Linked DNA regions of Mus musculus: region 2 is linked to region 1. Evidence: chromatin contacts called from public Micro-C data. All regions are on one chromosome and are shown on one strand. Each heading gives the region's core, a stretch centred on a gene start, on an enhancer-like site or on the middle of the called end of the contact. The rest is flanking DNA. Distances are from core to core; before and after follow the strand shown. Region 1 overlaps Zmynd8 (zinc finger, MYND-type containing 8). Region 2 has its middle 21 kb from the start of Gm30796.

Region 1 (5,570 bases), core at 2,431-4,930:
CCAAGGCAGGTTGGGAGAGAGGCAGGGGACAACTCCTGTGGTACTGACCTGGGCTGAAAAGTCTTCTCAGGCGAGCCAGGTCAGCCTGACACTCAGGTCTCCGGTTCCCTGGCTACCTCTGGCAAGATGCTGGCTGCCAGACCAGCTAGACCAGATTTCCAAAGACTAGTGAGTTCCCTGAATTGTATGTAGCTCAGTGCCCAAAGAGGAGAGGAGGCGGTGGTGCAGAAGGGAGCTTTGCTGGGGCTTTGAAAGCCCTTTGGTTGATCTGTTCTCCGCAACATCACCTCCAAACCACCCCAGCTGACCCCAGATTCTATCAGTGACAGAAACACCCCTTCCAAGCCCATTCCCTCTGGATCTGAGCTGCCTTTCTGTTACCACAAACCCTGGGCCTCCCTCCACTGCTGTCAGAGAGGCCACTCAGCAATCTGAGAGCCGGACAGGAGGAGCTGTTCCTGATTTTGATCCCAGCCAGGCCCCTTCCCGTGACACAGCATCCCCCAACATCATTCAGCTCCTGGCAGCCCCTGCCAGCCCACACATACACAGTCAGACAGAAAGCCCCAAAGAGCTGTGACCCATTCGTTACCACAATGATGGCCCCCACTGGGAGAGAATCCGCCCCCAACACGAGACCACGGACACACAAATGTATGTAGCAAATGTTCACAGCAAGTGGAGACACGACACGTGAACACATGCACACATATGTGTTCTTGTGTGCATCTAGGATCCGCTGGAATAGTATGTCTGTGATCCAGAGGGAAGCAAGTCCCACCTGCAGGTCTGCTCTTGCTTTCTGGACCTAACACCCATCTTGATGGCCTCCACTCCATGTGTTCCGTGAGCACACTCAAGCATGCTTCCGGGGGCTTTCAGAGATGAGGAGAGAGCATTAAGTCTTCCAGAGAAAGAGATGGAAGCTATTCTCCTTCGTCCACCTTTGTCCCCAAGCACCTGAAGCCCATACCTCAGCCGGTCTGGAGGACCCGGGTTGGGAAATCAGGACCAGGGGACAGTTTGCCTTAACCACTATAAGCCCACATCACAGGAAGACAGCTGGACCTGGCCTGCCGATGGGGCTGTGGACAGGTGTGTAAGAGCACACACTCTCCTTAGCATTCCCTTAAGGTGGGCGGGTGATTGCCAGGAGTTCAAGGACAGCTTGACCTACACAGCAAACAGGGAGCCTCTGCCTCTGCCTACTGTGTGTGCCTATGTCTCAAAGGCTAAACTCTTAATAGGAGAATCCAAAGTACCCATTTTACAAAGCAAGGCATCCCTTGGCCAGTAAGCTATTTTATCCTGTAAGAAGAAAGCGACCAAGGCATGAGGGCTGGGATCAAGACTAAGGCCAAGGCTTTTGGAGACGTAATGACCCATCCTGGAGTGCTGGCTGGGGCATGCCTCTCCTCCTGCAGGAGAGAGCATCAGCTCTTCTCACACTGTCCTTCTAGGCTGGGGTGGGCTCCAGCTCCCCTAGGCTACCAGCATTTTGAATGCTTCAGCTCCTGCTATAAATGGAAGCCAGAGAGAACAAATAGCCATGCTAGATAAAGGCTCCTCCATTTCTGTGAGGGAGAACAGAGCTGAACAGCGACATCACGGGGGCAACTTGGCAGCATCTCTAAATGCGCACGAAGCCCGTGAGGCCTCCTGCCCTCCCTTCCCCTTCTATGGATTTGCCTCCTATGTGGGCAGAAATGCCTACACTGTAGCTATGTCGGAATGGACAACTACGTCATGCCCATAGGGATGAAGGCTCCAGATTACCCTCAAATGGCACCGGGATAAACAGGAGTGCCGAAAACACAGCGGGGGAAAGATTCCTAGGTTGGCATCAAACGGCAACCCATTCTAGGAAAAGGAAACCAGGGGCATAGCCAAGGTTGGGGTGGGCAGAAAGAGACAGGACGGGAATATGATTACAGGTGTTCCTGAGGTGCTCAGCATCAGTGCTGACGGCAGGGGACATGGGGACATGGGGCTAAGGCCGTCTTAGTCCTAGTGGTGGGGAGTGCTGTCCCACCGGTGCAGTGGTGTAAAACCCCACTGTCTGCTCGCTCCAGCCAGGGGCAGCCACATCCTAGAGAACAAACACTGCCAGGGATGAGACTCAGACCTCAGACACAGAGGAGAGGGAGGGCAGGTGGCAATGTCACCTGGGAGACAGGGATGGAGATGGAGGCTCTCTCTGACCTACAGTGATGCTCTTCCCGAGGCTGGCAGGACCATTGCCGGAGGACAAGGACACACTGGCATTGTCCAGAGTGCCAACTTCCTCGGCTTCCCCTGTCCATGGGTGAGATAAGCAGGAGGGCCAAAAGTTCAAGGCCTGCCTTGACTTGAGGTCGGTATAGCTATATGACAACCAGTCTCAAAAAAAAAAAACCCAAAAAAACAAAAAACAAAATCAGAAAAGGCCCATCAAAGGGGATTGGCCATGAAAGGCATCACACTGACAAACCTACCAGCCTGGGTCTGGCCCTGGGACCTGGGAGGAAAGAACAGCTCCCCACGCTGCCCTTTGACCCCTACAGATTCATGCAAAATGTGTGTGAGAGAGAAAGATAGAGGGAGGGAGGGGCCTTTAATCCAAGCACTCAAGAGACAAGGGCAGGCAGATTGCCAAGTTCAAGGCCGGCCAAGGCTACATAGTGAGCCCCTACTTTATGGGGAAGTGATTTGCCCCATGTCTCCAGTTTGGCCCTGCTTAGCTGGACAGTGGTTTCTCACCATCAGTCTCCAGGACTCTCTCACCGCACATGAGTGGATACAGAATCACGCACACTCCCCTCCTCCCTCCAACCTTCCCCCCCCCACCACCACCACGCACAGCATTCTCCAGGGTCCCCAGTGGAGCCCCTACCTATGAGGCTGAAACCCCACCCTAGGAACCCACCCACGTGTCTGACGCTTTCAACCTGACTGAATGAAATGAGACATGTACTCTAGAAGGAATTATGGGGGTTGGAGGGGTCACAGGACAAAAATCATGGATTCCCCAGAGCCACCTTTGAGCCACCACTGCTGTACCTCAAGCTTCAAAGACCCAGGATACCACAAGGATGCCCAGTGGGCTCCGTGGTTTACGGAATAAGCTATTCCTGCCAGGCGTGATTGGCAGAAAGGAAGTGTCACCACGAGAACGCCTCTGTTCCACAGAGCTTCTGTTCAGAGTGTGAAGGTGGGAGGAGGCCCTGAGAAAAGAAACCACATTTCTAGAACAAATGTCCCAAGGCAGCAATCGGGTCCCTTCTGAATCAATCGAGGAACCAGCTGGTGGCTCTGGATGGAGTCCTAGCAAGGACCCTGGCTGTCCAGCTGCAGCCATAAGGCAAGGTAGGAAACTGGACTACACCTGGTGGCCGCTAGTCCTGTTGCCCTGGGAACAAGTGGTGTGGCCTGGATGGTGCTGTGAACTCAATACCATATACAGGTGGCCTCCCTCCCCCCAAGGTGTCTGGAATATCACAACCCCTTGGCAGTGGCTTTCTCTGTGGCCTCCTGCCCCTGCTCTTCCCTCCACTGATCCCTACCTGCTCCAGTGGCCCAGGGCCCCTGCTCCTTCCGAACATTCTAAGGCTAGCTCTCAACCTCAGGGGATCCACTGGGGCTGGGTGGATCTCTGCGCTGAGGTCATCATCAGCACCAGACACTAAGCTGCACCTCCAGTCTGTAGCCACTAGGTGGCAGCATTCAATTACTCAGAAATATGGAAACTACAGGCCTATAGCAGCCAACCTGTACAGATCCCAGAAATTCTAACCTTCTGCCCCTTGCTCCCTGCTATGCAGGCCACTCTAGGCTGCATAGAAATTTAACTGCAAACTAGAACTATATGCATAGACCTTGTCTCAAACACATACACACACACACCCCATACCAAGTGGAGCCAGGCCTGGTGGCACATGCCAATAACTACACTTGGAAGGTAAAGACAGGATCATGTGATCCTGAGCTACAAGGCAAGCTCAATCCAGATGAAAGAATTCACATTTTATAAAATGAGAAATGGTTACAGAGATGCCTCCTCAGTTAAACCGCACTGGCTGTAACTTTGGAGGCTCAGGACTGAGTCCCAGCACTGCCATGGTGACTTAGAGCCATCTGCAACTCCGGTTCTGCAGAACCTCATGCCTTCTGGCCTCCACAGGCAAGAGACAGGCATGTGGCACACAGACACTCATACAGGCAGCACACCCATATTCATAAGAGAATTGAAACTGTATCAGAACACCCAGCCCAAAACAGTAAGACTTGTAAAACTTGCTTCAGTCACATGGATCTGCACAGGGTGGGACTAGCTTCCAAGAATTACTTGTAAAGACTGGCCCAGGATACTGTGGTAAAACACCTTTGCAAGCCAAGGCTCTGCCCAAGGAAGCCCCTCCTCACCCTGTTCCCCGATTTCCCCTTGCCTCCCTCTACCCACCAACGCCTTTACATTTTCTGCAGAGAGAAAGGAGAAGTTCAAGGACAAAGGGTCATTGCTGCCAGACACACACACTCACATACACACACTTCTTGAAACGCCACTGACCCAAGTTCAGGTTCAGGATGCTCCCGGTGGTGGAGGTGGAAGTCTTGTCGGGTTTTGTCATGATGGGTGTCGGCGCTTGCGGAGAGAAAGGCTTTGGGCTGCCAGACAAGCTCCCGGCTTGCCCCGTCTTGGTGGAGGCTGGAGAAGCTAGAAAAGTATGTCAGGGTTAGAAAGCTGGCTTTACAGATCAGTAAACCAATAAAGCTCCCAGGGTCGGTCGGTCGGTCGGGGCTGAGGACAGGAGAGAAGGGGTGTGGCGTGCTTCACTGCACAAGTGCTGTTCAGGGTCCTGGGTGGGACTGGGAAGATGGGCAGCCATGAACTGCCAACAAAGGGCTGTCACCAAACACAGGCTCTGAGCCAAATGGCTAGGCTGCCACTGAAATTGCATTGGCCCGTTTATGGGTTTAAGCCATAAGCAAAACCCCCCTCATATGCTGTATGCACGGGTCAGGAGCATGTAGGCATGACAGCCATTGGTAAGAGTCTGGGGACAGCTCAGAGCCTTCCCCACCTGTCTCTGACCAGCCCTGGGGAGGGCTACAGGAAAGCAAGCTGGGCATCGGGTGAAGGGGTAGAGATGTTGGCAAATTATCTCATTTCTCAGTGAGGTTCAGACTCCTGCAAGAAGGACAGACCATGTTGCCATGCCTTAGGTGTTTAAACAGGGAGAACAAAGAGGGACCACGAGCTTCCTAAAGACCCACCCAGTCCTGACCGGTTACCCTCACGCACTGCCCAGCATCGTTTCTGAGCCCTGACAAGGCAGCACCCGAAGATAGGAGATGCGAAGGAGATCTGTTCCTGACAGGAATTCCTAAATGGCCCAGGAGGGCAGTAAACAAGACACCATCAGAGACTACAGAAATGTAGGCTTGCTGTGGCGCTGTCCTGTAATCCTGGTAGTGAGGCAGCAGGTCGGGAAGACGAGTTCAAGGTTAACCTCGGCTACATAGCGGGTGGCCAGCCAGCCAGCCCTGCAGAGAGAGCCATTCTGAGGAAGAAGGCTCATGCGTTTGGCTGG
Region 2 (5,419 bases), core at 2,888-5,387, 610 kb after region 1:
ATTTTCTCTGTGGCCTTGCTGGGGCTGATGTAGGTTAGTGAGCACTGCCCACTTCAAGCTGTTTCTTGGCACTACCATAAAAAAGGAATATTAAAGCAAGAACTCAGGTGTTTGGAGACTTCTTAAGAACCACCTCTTATTGCAACTTAATTAAGAAACTCAGCTGAGAGGTGCCAGGCTATCAAACAGAGGGTGACGGGCCCCCGCATGGTTCAGGGCTGCAGAACGCCACAGCCTTTATTAGTCCTGCTTGCTTCCATGAAAGCAAAGTAGGCTTGCGCTCCACTCGGGGACTAATCCATTAGTCACTGCAAAATCTCCGAGGACAGGCAGGTCCATTTCAAACCTAATTTGCAGTTGGCTTTTCATTTTAGTGGTTTTGGAATGGAATTCATCTCCTAAACCCTAGAGTGTTTGGTTACCTCATGCAAATATTGAATACCCAGAGTGAAATTTCAATAGAACACTAACAATTTGCTTTCCTGGCCATCAGCCTCATTTGTCAAAGCCATTGACCCAGGTCTGTAAGGAAATGTCACTCTTGCCCCCTTTATAATGGTTTTATGCAAATAGCTTTCAAGGCTTAATTCCAAGGAAGTGTTTAGGGAGAAAGAAAACAGGGAGGGAGGCTAGAGAGAGAGAGGAGATGAACCAGAAGATGGACAGGAGGGAATTGGGAATGGGGATATCCTGGGAGAAGCAAGAGAAAGGAACTGACAAGTCAGGGTGTCCTGAGCATCTTCAGTGTCCTGAGCATCTTCATTCAGTGTCCTGAGCATCTTCAGTTGGACTGTCCCTGACACCCAGAGGGATATGTGGATCATTTCAGGACCTCCTTGTTGAGATGCCAGGAAAGGACAAGATAATGACTTGTAAGCAGACCAAATGCAAGCTCCTGCCATCTTGGCTGTTACTGTTTAAACAGAGAGAGCAAGAGAAGGTAGAACATAAATGTAACAAGAGGCCCCCAAACATCCCCGATGGGAAGGCATACTTGGAGCCATGGTAGAACTCACAGGCTATAGAGGCTTCCAGCTCCCCAAACTGATCTGCCTGCAAGCCCACCTGCTATGGTTTGAGTAGAAAATGTACTACTTGGATTCATGTTTTCCTGGCCTGGTCCCCAGCTACCCATGCTGCTTTTGGTCTGGTTGAAACGTAGGGAGGTGCAGCCTCGACGGAGGAAGTGGCTTTCAGGAGGCATGCCTTTGAAAGTTATATTGGGTGCCCAATTTTCTCTCTCTCTCTCTCTCTCTCTCTCTCTCTCTCTCTCTCTCTCTCTCTCTCTCTCTCTCTCTCTCTCTCTCTCTCTCTCTCTCTCTCTCTCTGATTTCTATCCAAAATGAGCCAAGAGACTCTGCCATGACACATTTCCAGTGTCAGGATGTTTCGTGTAAGGGCCTATGGACTGAACGTTCCAAAACTGAGTCCAAACCTTTGAGGTGGGTTTCCTTAGGCTTTGGTCACAGCAACGCAGAAGTAACTTACTCCACGATTGAGTAGTGAGCCTGCGTCATCTCAGCTCTCCCAGTGTCCTTCCTTTTTGCCAAAGAAAGATGTGATTTCTATACCGAACTGCACATGCCTAGGGGCCAAACAAGGAGGCCGCTAGAATAACTGGGATCTGGAGGCAGATCCCTCTGGTCATGCTTCCTTGGTGGCCCCTCTCCAGCTCCAATAGAAATAGTCTTTGTGCATCATAAGCCATCACGTGCCTTTGTCTTCCGTATTGTTGGATGCGAGGCACTGTTGACAGTTCCAGTTGTGACTCCATGAAGTACTTGTTACCAAGCAAGAGGATCTGAATTCAGAGGCCTGGAGCCTATGTGAAAGCTGGGCTCCATGGTTCATGTCGATACTCCAAACACTAGAGGCAGAAGGATCCCTGGAGCTAGCTGGCCCTTCTTCTAGCTCCATTGATAAACTCTGGGTTCAAAGAGAGTCTGCCTCAAAAAGCAATGTGGAGAAGCTGAGAAAGATACCTGGCATGACCTCTGGCTTCCACATATGTAAACACGTCTGTGCACGCATCAGGCACACACACATGCACATGCACACACATATACACAGTCAAAAGCTGCAGGGACAGAGGGTGCCCTAGATCTGTTTCCATCTGCCATCTCAAAGCATTGGACATTCTGGTCGTACTGATTTGCCTTCCCATGCACAACTGGGTCCTGACTCTAGGGACCTCTGGGAACTCCACATTTGTGAACAGTTCTGTGGCCTAGATCTCTCCTATGCTGAGCACAGCTGCTTCTCTGGCTGACAACCCACAAGAGCAGTTGTCTGGAGATTTCGCAGTAGAGTGTTCAGTCCAGCGTGTGACCCTGCCCCATTTCAAAACTTGTGGTTCTTTTTGCATTTCATGGTTTCCTTTTCTCTGGAAGAGCTGTTTTCTGGCTAAGACCACTGATCTCCTACACACACACACACACACACACACACACACACACACACACACCTGCTTCTAGATGCTGGATTTCTGCTCAGAGGTGACTATTCGCCTAGCATCTTAGTTGTTACCAACATATGATTTATTGGAAGATCATATGGGTGGGGGTTGAGCCCAGACTTCTCTGGCTCCCTCGTGCCAAGCCACGCTCACTAGTTGCTTCTCATCTCCCCCCCACCCCCAGCTCTGCTGCAGGAGCTGCTGTCTTGGCCCTAAGCAACACTGTACATTGTTGGGGAGCATCCGACCACCACCGGTGACATCAGCTCAGTATGCCTGGTCCCCTTCCTACCTTTAGGGGAAGTGTATGCGTCCTCACCACTCTTGAGACTGGGACAGCAACTATGAGGCTGTTTTTGCCTATGCCCTGTGAGAAGGTCAAGTGCCAGTCAGAAGCCAGCAACCATCTGCCTGACTAGGTGACTTCCTTGAAATGTGTGTCAAGAGGCAGCCTGGTCCCCGACCCGAGTGAACAATGCACCGAATGCCTGTGTCTCAGGGATGGGAACACAGAAGTGATAACGGGGAAGTGTCCATCATGGTCAGTCTTCAGGACTGGGGGAATCTTTTCTGTTTATGTTTCTACAACATAACTCATCCTGGCTAGTACAAAGAGATGTGTCTGGCTATTTGAAGCCTCTGAAGCAAAAACTGCAAAGTCCTACTATGTGCATCTTGCTTTGGCAACCATGGTCTTATTGCTTTTCATACACAGAACCTTAGTCTGTCTCTTGACCCATCCCACAGATGCTTGTAGGCTAGATTCTCTGTGAACTGTCTAGCTTGCATGCTCGGCTCAATGCCTGGTTTCCAACAAGCACTGGAGCTGCTAACAGGCTATGTCCTGATGCCTGCCACTGCCCTTGAGCACCAAGTCTGTGCTCACTGGACTGGTCCTGGTACTCATGGTCTCTGACAGTTCTCAGAAATCCAATTTTCTGCTTTGACCCAGGGTCAGAGACACCGGTCAATAAGCAAGGAGCGTGTTCATCAAAAAATTGCCTTAAATAAGAATGTAAACAGAAAGGTCACTACAAGGGAAATACCACATACAGAGAATGGGGAGCTGAAGAAACAGCTGTTAGTCCAGGAGACTCCGAAAAACAGATTAGGCAGATAGAGGGGCGTGGCCTGGCATCCAGGACCCGCTGATAGACTTAGAGACCCTGAGCATGTGGTATACTCCCCTGCAGACTTAAAAGGCTTGGTGTCTGGTGGGGATCCTTTAAGTCCGAGCCTCTCCACCTATGTGTTGTGATCTCTTTGGGCACTCAGAGTGGGGAAGGGGGTATTGAATGATTCTTTCACAAGGGTTGCCTAAGCCGATTGGAAAAGGCAGATATGTACATTACAATTCACAACAGAAGCAAAATTACAGTTGTAAAGTGGCATCAAAACCTGAGATTAAAGGGTCAAGCATTGGGAAGGTTGAGAACCACTGCTCTAAGTCAACACTGTATCCCAGCTCCATTGCCCACCATGGCTAAGGGCAGCACCACGGACAGTCTCCCTGTGGCCTGGGAGGTTGTATTCACATGCCCGCGGCCTCCGCAGACCCCCAGCACCGGCACTGCCAAGTTTTGAGTAGAGCCAGAGTTTCAGTCATAACTATCTCCGAAGGTCAGCCAGCTCAGCCTGGAAAATTCCTGAGTGACAGCATCACCACATTCCAACACGGCTTCAGTTTCTCCAGCGGTTTCTTTGGGGAAAGCCTAATTGAAACCATGCGAAGCCATACAGGCGCTCTGTCTTAAAGGTGCAGGAAACATGAAGAGAGACACTGGATAATGAATTGACTCTAGGGGGAGGTACATGTATGCTCACTAATGTGAGGGCCAGATTGATGTTGGGTATCTTTCTCCACTTTTTTTTTTCTTTTTGGAAACAGGACTGCTTGCTGAGCCTGGGGCTCACTGATTGGCTAGGCTAACTAGCCAGCAAACTGATGAAGAGGGGTCCCCCTGTTCCTGTGTTGCCACCCCACCCAGGGCCCCCACACCTGAACTATCCGTGGCTTCTGGGAATCTGAACTCAGGTCCTCAGGATGGCACTGCAGACACTGTACTCACTGAGCCATCATCCCAGCCCCTATGATGACTATTCTCTTAGAGCCCGCTATGCTTCAAGTGGTATCCAACCCCCCTTTTCCTTCTCCTGGACAGACGAGTGTCTGCAGTCCTGTTGTTATCCATCCCTTTCCGGCTGAGACACTGAGTACACATTTTAAAGTTTAAGAAACATCGAATAATCGAAAGATCCTGTCCATCAGGAATATTGGTTACACACAACAGGAAACCGGAGTGGATGGCTTTAAATGGAGGGAATTAAGCTTCCATCTCTTAATAGCTTAACGATGTCATCAGAGCCCAACTGTCAGAATTCTGCATCCTTGGCTTCTCTGGGTTTCCTCTCGGGATCATTCCTAGAGCACCTCCTGCTCCCACTGTAGGATGGCAGCTTAACCCAGTGGAAAAAGAGTCTCTGTCTCCCCGAAGCCACAAGTCTCCATGCACCTCACTGGCCCTTTATGTGTCATGGGCCTTTCTCTGTGTCAGTGAGAGGAGCTGAAGGAAAAAGAGCTAGTAGCCTCGGCCACTTGACAAAGGGTTAGTCCAGCCCTCCTGAGAGCAGGAGATGGATCCCAGAGAAACTGGGACGAGGCTGTGGCGCCTTCCGGGTCGGCACCGCAAAGATCATGCATTTGAGGGATGTAAACAGAGGTAAGATGTGGAGAGGTCGTCAGGTACAAAGATGAGACTCCTTACCTAGAAGAGTTCTCGGGTCAGATACTGTGACCTCAGAGAGCCCTCTCAGTGTGAAGACACAGCAGGACACGACAGGACAATGAGACAGAAGATGCTAATGCAAATAACCGGGATGGGAAAATGGATTTTTCTAAACAATGATGTAAAAAGGATGTGGTCACCAAGATCAAGGAGAGTCAATTGCTAGCAACGGTAGCCA

What was found. A called contact is a pair of places that touch in the nucleus more often than the background predicts.
Region 2: a Micro-C map of the HL-1 cell line shows a contact between it and region 1, with 2.1 times the contacts expected there. The contact joins two enhancer-like sites.

Annotation. Positions count from the first base shown.
Region 1 is chr2:165,815,996-165,821,565 of GRCm38.p6, forward strand. It overlaps Zmynd8 (zinc finger, MYND-type containing 8), which reads right to left. Exons shown (of 23, transcript NM_001363020.1): 12 at 4,547-4,693. Among named protein-coding and RNA genes, the nearest start is that of Gm11465, 63 kb to the right of the region's middle. Within about 2 kb of position 3,681, at least 57 of the 459 cell types and tissues checked have an H3K27ac peak or open chromatin away from gene starts, as enhancers often do. A contact at or near this core is called in the HL-1 cell line, where this site is marked.
Region 2 is chr2:166,423,079-166,428,497 of GRCm38.p6, forward strand. No RefSeq gene overlaps it. Among named protein-coding and RNA genes, the nearest start is that of Gm30796, 21 kb to the left of the region's middle. RefSeq lists an enhancer at 3,326-5,419. Within about 2 kb of position 4,138, at least 87 of the 459 cell types and tissues checked have an H3K27ac peak or open chromatin away from gene starts, as enhancers often do. A contact at or near this core is called in the HL-1 cell line, where this site is marked.